Linked DNA regions of Mus musculus: region 2 is linked to region 1. The links are chromatin contacts, called in public HiCAR-type maps. All regions are on one chromosome and are shown on one strand. The core of a region is the stretch at or near the end of the contact, and the rest is flanking DNA. Distances in the headings are between cores, read along the strand shown.

What was found. HiCAR-type assays count read pairs that join an accessible place to other places.
Region 2: a HiCAR-type map of embryonic stem cells shows a contact between it and region 1, with 2.2 times the contacts expected there. The contact joins the enhancer-like site here to the promoter of Golph3l in region 1. A contact is called at or near these places in 8 of 39 promoter capture datasets (the HPC-7 cell line, cranial neural crest, embryonic stem cells and 5 more), 1 of 484 Hi-C or Micro-C datasets (pro-B cells), 3 of 115 datasets of contacts at active chromatin or transcription factors (all in embryonic stem cells) and 2 of 9 other capture datasets (adipose tissue and pancreatic islet).

What each region holds. Positions count from the first base shown.
Region 1 is chr3:95,585,490-95,591,818 of GRCm38.p6, forward strand. Golph3l (golgi phosphoprotein 3-like) reads left to right here and starts at 3,445. Exons shown (of 5, transcript NM_146133.3): 1 at 3,445-3,645; 2 at 6,228-6,329. The coding sequence starts at 3,478. Hormad1 (HORMA domain containing 1) reads left to right here. Exons shown (of 15, transcript NM_001289532.1): 15 at 1,892-2,371. The coding sequence ends at 1,969. It overlaps Gm40097 (a long non-coding RNA gene), which reads right to left and starts at 3,328. Exons shown (of 3, transcript XR_867468.2): 1 at 3,156-3,328; 2 at 1,871-1,927; 3 at 392-412.
Region 2 is chr3:95,699,301-95,705,629 of GRCm38.p6, forward strand. No RefSeq gene overlaps it. Among named protein-coding and RNA genes, the nearest start is that of Adamtsl4, 15 kb to the left of the region's middle. Within about 2 kb of position 3,016, at least 228 of the 459 cell types and tissues checked have an H3K27ac peak or open chromatin away from gene starts, as enhancers often do. A contact at or near this core is called in embryonic stem cells, pancreatic islet, second pharyngeal arch cranial neural crest and 1 more, where this site is marked.

The DNA of each region.
Region 1 (6,329 bases), core at 2,195-4,694:
AAAGAAAGAAAGAAAGTAAGTTTATGTGTTTGTGTTTCTGCACAGATAAATGCACCTGAGTGTAGGTGACAAACAAGATGCCCTGGACTTGGAGTTAAAGGTGATTTGTGAGACACCTGACGGGTGCTGGGAATGGAACATAGGGTCTAAAGGAGCAGTTCATCCTCTCAACCACTGAGCCATCTCTCCAGGCTTAAATTTTTCTTAATGTTTTAAACACTGACACTTTCTTAGGAACCACAATCTAGTTTGTCATTTATACTTTAATTTTTTCCAGAAAATGAAAGTTCATTAAAGGAATTTTGTTGGAAGTTCTCTAATTCATTTTTGCATATATTCAAATGTATCTGCTGGAGATGAAGGTATTGTTCTTACCTTTAATTTGTGAGGACTTGGGTTTTCATCTTCAGCACTACAAAAGGAAAAGAACACAACAAAATGGATACACTGGATGCCTAAGGTTTATCAAGACATGATGGAGCTTGTGCATTGGTGGAACCATATAGCCGAGGCTGCATGAACTTGTGATCGTAATGCTTCTGCCTACCAAACTGCTGCAAGTATAGGCATGAGCTACCCTACCTTAAAAGAGATTTAAATCTCACATGGCCCAAAGTAAAATGTTTTCCTGTTTTTTGATTAAAATCTTTATTTCCTTTTCATTTCTCCAATTTTTATTTTACTATTTCAGTGATATAATCTTACAATTATTTTTCTTCTATCTAAAACAACTCAAATATCTTACCTTTTGTGAGGATATACTTTTAGATAAGTTGTATGTCAACAATAAATTATACTCTACTTTAAAATTATCCCAGGCAAATTTCTGAGTTTGAGGCCAGCCTGGTCTACAGAGTGAGTTCCAGGACAGCCAGGGCTACACAGAGAAACCCTGTCTCAAAAAACAAAAACAAAAACAAAAACAAACAAACAAACAAACAAATAAATAAAATTATCCCAGGTAGCATATCTTAGTAGAAAATACCTATGCTGGGCTGGAGATGTCATTCAGTCAGTAGAGTGCCTGCTTAGCATGCATAGAACCCTGTGTTACTAGACTTTCACCACCACACCAAACCATATGTAGGAGCACATTCCCATGATCCCAGCACTGAGTGTACAATGAGAGATGAGAAGTTCAAAGCCAACCTTTGCTATACATAGTGCATAGGAAGCAATTCTAGATCATGTGAGACTCTGTCTCAAAAACAAAGAAATTTTACTGTAGCATACTATTTTTATTGTGAGCAGGGGGAGGGCCCTCAGTTAAGAGATATTTAAACTAGAAAATCTTTGGCCAGTGAAATACTCCAGCATTAAAAGCATTTTGCCCTCTGGTACCTAAATTTGATCTACAGGACCCCACATAACAAGAGGAGAGACCCAACTGCTATAAGTGTCTTCTGACCTGCATACTTGTATTTTCACACACAACACACCACAAATAAATATTAAGAAATTTGTAATTGGGGGCCTGGAAAGGTGTTATTAAGAACACCTACTGCTCTAACAGAGGACTAGAGTTTTGTTCCCAACACACTCATCTGGCAGCTCACAACTCCCTTCTATCCCAGCTTTAGAGAATCAAGTGCCACACTCTGGCATCTAAGGGAACCTGCATTCATGTACTCTACCCACACACAGGGAAACAAACATATACACACATTTTTTTTAATTTTAAACTGTAAAAAAATTAAAGTCTCACCGAGCGTGGTGGCTCACGCCTTTAATCCCAGCACTTGGGAGGCAGAGGCAGGCGGATTTTTGAGTTCGAGGCCAGCCTGGTCTACAAAGTGAGTTCCAGGACAGCCAGGGCTATATAGAGAAACCCTGTCTTGAACCCCACCCCCAAAAAATTAAAGTCTCTTACGTAGTTGTTTTCTTTTAACAGGTCCTTCACGTCTTGGAATCTAGTCAAGAGTCAGTGCTGAAGAAAAGGAGAGTTAGTGAACCAAAGGAACATACCTAAAAATTATTTTTCTTATGCAAATTTGCAGTTCTCAACATTTAAACTAATATGCTGTATTATTTGAAGGTGTGCCTTCTGTACCTCTGAAAATTATTTTGTAGTTCATAGTTATTAAACTAATAAAAGTTTTAGCTATTATATTGTGTTTACCTGAGATAAATCCAAGGGAACTTTTGACTAAACAAAAATACAAATGTCATTGATTCTGCTCATATCCACTGAATACAACCTGCCTTCTATTTTAAAGAAAGCTTTTTTTTTAAATGTGTTAAGTTTTAAGGCCCTCTAAAACCATTTTTGAAGTGTTTATTCTGACTTTAAAATTCTGTAAGGATACACTTTTTACTTATGTTAAAACTGTACCATTTACTTGGTGCTATTAAAACAATGTTTGCTATTTTGATATAGTGTGTTATTAACAACTTTTTTTTTTTAATATTTATTTATTTATTATATGTAAGTACACTGTAGCTGTCTTCAGACACACCAGAAGAGGGCATCAGATTTCATTACAGATGGTTATGAGCCACCATGTGGTTGCTGGGATTTGAACTCATGACCTTTGGAAGAGCAGTCGGCACTCTTAACCGCTGAGCCATCTCACCAGCCCTATTAACAACTTTTAAATATGTATTTAGAGCAAAAATGATAAAAGCAATGGCCAATAAAAAAAAGACCGGCATCTTAATACCATGACTAAGATGCTCAGTGTGCAGGGTCTTTCAGGGCTTCTAGTTATTTAATTAACAGAAAGTGTTCAGCTATTAATTTTGAGAGAATTTAAGTAAGTATATCTTTCGCGAGGTGGACACATTTTAGAACTTTTGAGTGGTAGTGTGAACAATTGTTTTGCTGAGAGACCTGGAACCTAGCCCCACCCAAGCTATTTGCTTCCTTTGCTTCAGAAAAGGAAGACCTAAAAACTTGATCTGTTTCCGTCTTGTAATTTTAGCAGCCATATTCCAAACTGTACAGTAGCTACAGGATTATCAAAGTGGGATAACATCCCTCTAGAGCTGTTATGTGTGTAATAGTACCCATGCTGTTCAGTATAAACAGCACAAACCGAGTCAGATTACGTTTTTCTAGAGGCAAAGTTAAGCTCAGAGTTTACTCTTAGCCTTATTGCTTGGATGCCAACATTTCTTAACCAGCAGTGCCAATACAGACAGCTACAGAAAAACACCTGCTACACTGAAATTGGCCAACAGAATCCTTTCGTGATTGGCAGCACTGTGCTATCTCACAGAATACTTTGATTGGGTAATTTCATCGGGGTGGGATGCAGCCTTTTCCTCGCAGCCACCGAGGTTCCTTCATTGGACAGACCAGCTGTCAGGTTGAACCCAAACCTGCCTCCTTTTGGTGATGTTTGTCTGGATCGCAACACAATAGCCCGGAGGACCTCCCCTCGTAAGCTCCGATTGGCTAGAGTCAAACTTGGGGGTTTCTGATTGGCCCAATGAAGAAACACCAAGGTAGGTTGCCTAGTGATCCTGAGGAAGCTGATGTGTTATTCCCTCTCTGCAACGAAGGATCAGGAAGTTTGTACTCTCTGTGTGGCTGAGAAGTTTTTCACCTACTGGAACCCGCCTAGGGTACGGGAAACAGGTGCCCTCCAAAACGAGAGCGCGAACTGCAGCCTACGTCCCACTGCAGCTCAGGAGCAACGTCAGGTGAGCAAATATAACACTTCTTAACATCCAACAGAGCTGGTCAGTATTTTACTTTAGAGAGAAAGGGTGGTTTTTACTTATTTGTTGTTGCTCATCATGTTTTCAAGTAGGGTATTTTAACTAATAAGTGGCCACAGGGAAATGATGAATTCCTCAAAGAAAATTGCCCCCATTCTCCCCGGGGTGTTAAAGTTTCTTGGATTGGGTTTGGAAATAATGCCAAATGGAATTGGCACCCTAAGGCATTGTTCTGTGTTCTGTTCCTTCACTCTTCTTACTTCCCCTGAAAATTATATTTGAAATATACGCTTGTATGAAGAATTGTTTGTAAGACTCTTGGTGTGTATTTCTGGTGCTGTTTAATGAGTATATATTTATTTGAGCAGTTAAAACGTTAAAGATATTGTGCTAGTTGCTATGGAGAATATAAAAATTAAAAGATGACAATATTTCAGCCCTGGAGAAGTTTAATGTAACAGACAGCCATAACAAAAGAGGGACTATAATAAACATTTTAAAGGGCTTAAGTATAAATTTCTGTTTACATACAACTGAAGAAAAATCCATTTCTAAGTGTTTAATATATGCATAGTGGAGAGATAGAATTCACCTTAAGGCCTCACTTGTCTTTAGTAGGCCTTCAAAGACTGGACAGACAGTATTTAGGGAGGAAAGGAAAAGGAAGAAAACTCCAAGATCACAAGGATCAGAGGCAGAAAGAAAGCAAGATAAAATTGTTGAACTAGGCACAACCATAGCACATTTTAAATATTATTCTTTTGACCTCAAAGATATATAATTGCTGATAGTTTTTGACTTGCTTTTAATCATAAAAATTGACATTTATACCAGGCAGTGGTGACACACCTCTAATTCCAGCACTTGGGGAGCAGAGGCAGGTGGATCTCTAAGTTCAAGGCCAGCCTGGTCTACATAATGAATTCCAAGATAGCTAGGACATTTACACAGAGCAACCCTGTTTTGTTTCGTTCTAAACAAACGAAAAATAAAATACATTTACATTTGTATGAACTGTGCTAACTTTAAGCTTTATCACAGATGACTTAGACAAGTGTAATGCTTAGTATAAAAGGGTGTGTGCTCAGATTTTTTTTCCCCCATTTATGGGAATGGTACTTAGGACCTTATATATGCTAAATAACACTATGCTGTAACTGTAACACTGAGCCATATTCTAGCCCCTTTTTCTTTTTCTTTTTTGAATGAATTCTTTCTTTAAAAAGACTTATTTTAGTTCTTGCCCTCTTGGTCTCTTGCTCCTCCCTTGCTCTTTCCCTGCTTCCCTTCCCCTTTCTCTCCCCATTCCCGTCCCACCTCTCTCTCCACGTGCTCATGACTCCTCTACTTCTCTACTCTCTTTCTCTGCCTCTACTACCCTCGTAACTCCCCTCCCCATGCCCTTAATAAACCCTATTCTATACTTAAAAAAAAAAAGACATTCTATTTATTTCATGTATATGAGTACACTGTCTGAAGAAGTCACACCAGAAGAGGGCATCAGATCCCATTACAGATGGTTGTCAGCCACCATGTGATTGCTGGGAATTGAACTCAGGACTTCTGGAAGAGCAGTCAGTGCTCTTAACCACTGAGCCATCTCTCCAGCCCTAGCCCCATTTTCTTTTGCAAATTTGATAATCTTTTAACATTCTTGCTGGGCTTTTGTTGTTATTGAAGTTATTTGTGTTTTCACAAAATAACCAGATAGAATGCTAAATTGCCATACTTGGAAATGAGTTGTTATGGTAACAAAATAAAAGAAAGAAAGAAAATACTGGTCTGGAGGGTTGGCTCAATGGTTAATAGCACTTGTTTATGCAAAGTACCTGGATTTGATTCCCAGCACCCACATGGAGACTCACACTTGCTCAGGCACCAAGCACGACATGTGGGTACACAGACACACATGCAGGCAAAAAACTCATGTATACAACATAAATTAAAAGGAAAAAAATATTAAAACATAGACATGGAGAGATGGTTCAATGGGTGGGTAAAGCCAATTGCTATACAGGCTAAGCAACCTGACTTCAATGCTCAGAACTTGTTGAAAGGTAAGAGAAAGTGAACTACAACAAGTTGTTCTCTGACCTCCTCATGTGCACATGGCACAAGCACCCACAAATATTATGTACGTGAATACACAATAATTTTAAAATGTGTTTAACGTTACAAAAATTACAAATTATGTGTAACTCAAGAAGCCACATGCTCATGAAGTTTTGCTAACCCATCTTATTTAATTTGGGGACCCATTTCATGGTGATACAAATTCACTTCTGGGTTGTAGGCAATGCCCAAGAAATAAGCATGATAAAATATGGTCTTTCTAGTGGACTTTTAAATTATTGGTCATCACTTTTCGTTGCTTTCTTTGGAATTTAAGCTTGCTATACTTTGAAAAAGAGAATCATGTTCAATGTTTATACTATCTCTTTCTGTATTTAAACTTACATATTTTCCCATGTATGTGGTGTGTTTATGCGTGTAGGTCTTCTGTGAACCTGTATTTGTTTATTTACTAAAGCACACAGATATTTTTCACATCTCTTTACCAACAGGTAAGAATGACAACATTAACTCATAGAACCCGTCGAACTGAAGTAAGTAAGAGCTCTGAAAAGAAAATAGAAAGTGAGGAAGACACTAATCAAGAAAGGAGT
Region 2 (6,329 bases), core at 1,766-4,265, 110 kb after region 1:
GGTAACCAAAAAAAAAAAAAAAAAAAAAAAAAGTAGCCGGGAGTGGTGGCATGCCTTTAATCCCAGCACTTGGTAGGCAGAGGCAGGCGGATTTCTGAGTTGGAGGCTAGCCTGATCTACAAAGTGAGTTCTAGGACAGCCAGGGCTACACAGAGAAACCCTGTTTCGAAAAACCAAAAAAAAAAAAAAAAAAAGAAGTAGGTAACCATGTTTGGAAGCATATGAATGGCACTTAAGTCCGGTGACATCTGGGCAATGTCCATAAGTAGAAGCTCAGAGACCCACAGTTGAGTGCTCCCCAGCACGGTACCTCACCGAGGTCTGTCCTTCCTCTGTGCACTCAGCAGGCCCAGGGATGGTGCTCAGAGCCTTCATGTGCTTAGGGATTGCTCTGTCACTCAGCCACATACCCGAGCTCTGCAAAGGCGGTTTAGCTTCTTCGTGTCATTTCATTGTCTTCAGGACATTATGAAATGAAGTTGCAGACTAATGGAAGGAGGGATACGTGGGAGAGGCTTGGCTATGAGAGCAGAACTGGAGTCAAAACTTCGGTCTGCACACTCCCAGCACAGCTCTGCTACCACTTGCAGAAAATAACTTTCAGGAATGGGGTAACTTCTCCCACTGTGTGGGTCCTGGGGATCAAATTCAGGTCTTCAGGCCTTACCCACTGAGCCATCTTGCCACCCTTGACATTAAAACACTTTGTCTAAACAGGTATGAGGGGGTATGCTCTCATCCCCCTTCCTCAGAAGAGGATGCCCTGCGGACCTCAGGTGGAAGCTGCGGGGAGAGCCGGTCTCTCATGAATTGACCATTAAACACCTTGTGTTCTGTTGAGACAGAGCGTGGGGCCAGGAGGATGTCCTGTGCTTTGCACCTTGTTAGGGACTTGTCATCAGTGGCTGTACCTCTGACGTGGCCTCAGGGTTCTGAAGGTTTGAATACCACCTTCTGAGGCTGGTGGCTGCTGCTGTCTGATGGCTGAGAACAGATGGATCCTCAGAGCTGGCCAGACCCCAGCGATCCAAGCCAAGTCTCCAGGGAGGTGGACGAGAATGCTCTCTTCCCTGCTGCCTCCTTTGGGGAGGCTGGGTGTGGACCTTGGGAAGAGCCTTTGCTGCAAGCTGGGCACAGGGCTGTCCCAGAGCCACCGATGCGCTGAACTAAGCAGAGTGTACATGAGATTTGCAGCAGGACAGAACAGGACAGTCAACTTTGGCTTCCTCCCAAACAGGGGAGGGCTTAGTGGAGCCCAGGGTGTGGTCAGAGGAGGACAGTGGCTTTGGTGACCCGAGCAAAGGGTACCACTGTGTAGGGATCTCTCCAAGGACTGCAGTGAAACAGGCCTTGATGAGGCTGAGGCGCAGGCTTCTACAACAAGTTCTTTGATGTTGAAATGAGAGAGCATAGGTCAGGGCAACTCAGGGCCACCCAAGGGCCTGGAGGGAGGGGTATCACTGTCCACCTCAAATTAGAAAGCAATGTTAGGGATGCAGAGGCTGTTCCCCCAGGACCAGGCTATGGGGAGACCTCCCTCTTCTCCCATCTGTTCTTCTCCAGTGAGTCCTTCACAGCAGGGGTGGGATTTATTATTTACTTGATTTTGTTTGCTTTTGAGATAGCCTCAGCTAGCTAGAAACTTCCTTAGTGGCCCAGACTGGCCTTCACCTCATGCAGCCCTTCTGTGTTGGGATTATAAGTATGAACCACCATATCCAGCTTCCCATTTTCTTTAAATTTTACCTTTCCCAGCCTGCTCTGTGTGGGTGTTTTTCTTGCTTCTATGCCTGTGTTCCATGAACCCCAAGAGGCCAGAAGTGGGGGTCAGATCTCCTAAAGTGGAGTTACAGACTTCTGAGCTGCTGTGTGGGTGCAGGGAATCAAACCCTGGTCCTCTGGAAGAGCGATGTTAGGCCCCCACCCTCAAGTCCCTAAAACGGCAGCACTCCTGACAGTGTCCCCAAATGACAATCTGGGCTCAGCTCAGGCTGGACTCAAAATAGAACAAGTTTGTCTGTGGATAAACAAAAGCTTACACTCAGCATTCTCCAGAAGCCTACAAAATGGCTTCTGACTGCCAGGTAGAGCCATTTCCCTAATCTTTCCCTACCAAATGGGGCAAATGTGGCAACTAGTTCCCTATTAACATAAACTGTAACACATATCAAAGCCCCTCTACCACTCTGAACCTCCATGCTGTTCTGGCTAGCTCCTCTCTTTATAACTGGCAAGGCTTTCCCTACCTTTTTGACCCTTGAGAGATAGCCTTGGCAGTTTGAATAAACTTTTCCTTTTCCACCCACAGGAGTGGTCTAATCACTGCGATTTCCCGTGCAAGCAAGTGCTCAGAATTGCTGAGCCATCTCTCTCTGTCCCATCTCATATCCCATCAGGGTATCTGATTTGCCACTTTGCCCCCCACCCCTTTTTTTTTCTTCAAGGTTTTATTGTGTACCCTGGCTGGCCTGGAACTCATTGTATAGACCAGGCTGGTCCTCCTGCCTCTGCAGTACTGGAATTGAAGGTAAATTGCCTTGTATTTTAAAGTAATTTACAGTTTAATCTTCGTTATCAGGACCTGTTCCCCAGATTTTGCCCTTGTTTAACATTTTACAAACGTTCGGATAGGTTTGGCTAACGTTGCACTCAGCAACTACCTGGTGAATCCACACAGGACCAACTGCATGGACTCTCAGCAGGGATAGAGAGAGATGCCTTAGCAGTTCTGAGCCCTCCAAGTCCTGTTGCTCCCCCCAGGTTGGCTCCGGGCCGTTCTGGGCCGTTCTGGGCCGTCCCGGGCGGCTCCAGGCGGCCCCTGGCTCAAACTGCAGAGGTCTGGCCTTCTAAAAGGAGCCTGGACTCCCTTTTCCCCCTCCCTCCCCAATCAGCATCTAACAAAAACTCTTTTGTGATTTTATGCCTGGGGGAGTCGACTGAGTCAACGGCTGATGTGATTCCCGCAGAGCTGAGTCCAAAGGTCTGCTCAGGGTTTCCTTCTCAGAGTCCAGAACCCCGCCCTAGGCCCCGCCCCGAATCTCCGCGCCCTGCTCCGTTTTGCCGGGAAGACCCGGAGCTGGGCTTCTACTGCCCCTGCATGGTGGTAGCATTGTGGTCTAGGGAATCAGAGGGTCACGTGAGACCAAATGAGTAATCTAAGGCTGGGTACTGTGAGCTTGGGGAGACTCGGGGACTGTCGAGAAGGCAAGACTGTGAAAACCAGGAGGCTGTGGGCCCTGGAAGATGGCACGTGGTCTCCTGAAGTACCCCTGGTACAGTAAAACAAGATTCCTACAATGTTATGGATAACCTTTTGTTCTTATGGACATCCTAGAAAGGATACTTTGTTTTGGAAAATAACAACTTCCTTACTGCCAAGTCCCTCATCCCAACCCTATAAACCATTTCAGCCAGCTCCCTCTACCCTCTGTAGACCCCTCAATTTCCCGTGGGAGAGAGGCTGCCTCTTGCTAAGTGCACTAATAAATATAGTGTGTCTTAGCGGTTGAAAGTCAGGCCCCTGTCTTTTCTGCCTCCTGTCCTTTTAAGCTGCTTTAGAAATATCACAGTTGCTGGGCAGTGGTGGCGCACGCCTTTAATCCCAGTACATGGGAGGCAGAGGCAGGCAGATTTCTGAGTTCGAGGCCAACCTGGTCTACAGAGTGAGTTCCAGGACAGCCAGGGATACACAGAGAAAACCTCTTTCGAAAAACAGAAAAACAAAACAAAACAAACAAACAAAAAAAAACAAAAACAAAAAAAGAAAGAAAGAAAGAAAGAAAAGAAATATCACAGTTCCAATAAGTCTTTGTAGACCTGACAGGTTTCCCGGGCTGCAGGTTGCTGAACAGAGTTGTAATAATTTTTAGGATTTTTTTTTTTTTTTTTGCATTTGGACATTCAAGCTTTTTGTTTACTGATATAGGTTAATCACCTGTATCAATAGACTTCACGTTATTTTCATACACAAATATAATGAATTTGACTATATTCCCCCCAATGCCTCCTTGTCCTAATTTACTTTCTGTTCCTATGACGAAGACTATGACCAAAGCAAGGGAGAGAAAGGGTTTACATCATACAGGTTACAGTCCACCATTGATGGCCATCAGAGCAAAGTCAAGGCAGAAACCTGGAAGCGAGCCATGAAGCAGAGGCCTTGAGAAACACTTGCTACGCAGTGCTTAAGGTGACCTTGAGTTACTGCTCCTCACCCCTGCATCTCTTAAATCTTGGGGCTACAGTTGCCACTGTGGGGATGTGACAGGCAGCCCTAACTGCAAGGGACTGTGGTTTCCCCTGCTCAGAAGTGAACTGCTCTATCCCAGTCACCAAAGCTCTCAGATCTGAGGAAAACCTTAGGTACATCCCTATGATGAGTAGAGAAACTTAGTATGGAGCCAAGCATACCCTAGGGACTCTGGGGGCCAAAAGGCTGTTCCTGGGAGATGCAGTAGAGGATAAGAGAGATGGAGTGAGGGGCTTAGCAGTAAGGAAGTACCAATGCAGAGCAAACATTGAAAGTATTACAGTTGTGTGCCCGGGCGAGCCCAGTGGCCTGCAGGTGAGATTAGAATAGGAAAACGGGCCATGAGGTATTAACGGCTGCCTTTTAAAAAAAAATTTAAGATTTATTGTATAAACAAACCAGAAGAGGGCATCAGATCCCATTACAGATGGTTTTGAGTCACCATGCGGTTGCTGGGAATTGAACTCAGGACCTCTGGAAGAGCACTGACTACTCTTAACCTCTGAGCCATCTCTCCAGCCCTAACAGCTACCTTTGCTAATTGCTGTGGGAAAGGGGTAAGATGGTTTCTTTTTATTATTGTAGAACTGAAAAGTAAGAAACCAAGGGAGCTAAAACCATTTTCCTGCCTGGTGTGGATTCCATGGTCAGTGTAACACAGACCTTTCTGATGTTCTTAAGACCCCACCATAACCTCCTCCTTCAGGGCATGATGTTTGGCTCTAAGGCCGTGGTCCTTCTGGGAGCAGTAAGAATAAATTCATGTAATCTAAGCCTTTGGTCTTTCCCAGTGGATTCCACAGCCTCGACCCCACCATACCTGGCTTATCTCCCTCTCATTCGGGTAATTTACCTAAGGACCTTACATGTGGTGTGATTCTACCTCCAAGCTGTTTCCTATCTCTCCGGCGATGAATCTTCTCTTTCTGTAGAAGTGTGAGTTCCTGGGAACCCTTGCTTCTTTCACTGAAGCTTTTTATCAAGACCTTATCTTCATACCTGGTGTTGAAGCCTATTATGGCCAAAGAAGTTCCACTTTCTGCTAAGCATTCATCTTGATACATATCAGCTGATTGTGACCCTGTCGCTGGAAGATAAGTTCCCAGTAACCCTGACTCTGACCCCCACTTAAAAATGTACAGCTATGACTTTCTACCTGTTATGATATGAGTACTTAGCTTCTGTAACTGTTTACACAGCTATCCAAAGATTGTTTTGAGTTGCCTTAACCACTTTACCTGGCAGAACAGAATAGTTTTTGCTTGTTTGCCTGTGGAAGTCCTTCCCCAGGAGCTGGAGAGCTGGAGAGGTGGCTCAGTGGTTAAGAGCACAGGTTGCTCTTCCAGAGGACCCAGTTAAATTCCCAGCATGCACCTGGCAGCTCACACGTGTCTGTAACTTTAGCTCTGGAATTACGTACATTACATTACACGTAGCAAAACATCAATGTACATAAAATAAGAATAAATAAATTAGGCTGGTGAGATGGCTCAGTGGTTAAGAGCACTGACTGCTCTTCCGAAGGTCCGGAGTTCAAATCCCAGCAACCACATGGTGGCTCACAACCATCCGTAACGAAATCTGATGCCCTCTTCTGGAGTGTCTGAGGACAGCTACAGTGTACTTACATATAATAAATAAATAAATCTTAAACAAAAAAAAGAATAAATAAATCGGGGCTGGAGAGATGGCTCTGTGATTAAGAGTACTGACTGCTCTTCCAGAGGTCCTGAGTTCAATTCCCAGCAATCACATGGTGGCTCACAACCATCTGTAAAGGGATCTGATGCCCTCTTCTGGTGTGTCTGAAGACAGTGACAGTGTACTTATATAAATAAAATAAATCTTTAAAAGAGAAAGAAAGAAAGAATAGAAAAAAGCCCTTACCCATACCCATATCCTTTCTACATGGCAACCTTGAATCATCTTGCTAGAAAGTAACCAATAAATATTTAAATTGTAAATTTGGATTGAGTCTATGATCTTCTCCCTGGGGTCACAAACTCCATAACAAGTCCATGTAGTAAAGTCACAGCCAGTCTCACAGATTTGAATGGTCCCATGCGAAGGTGATGTACCG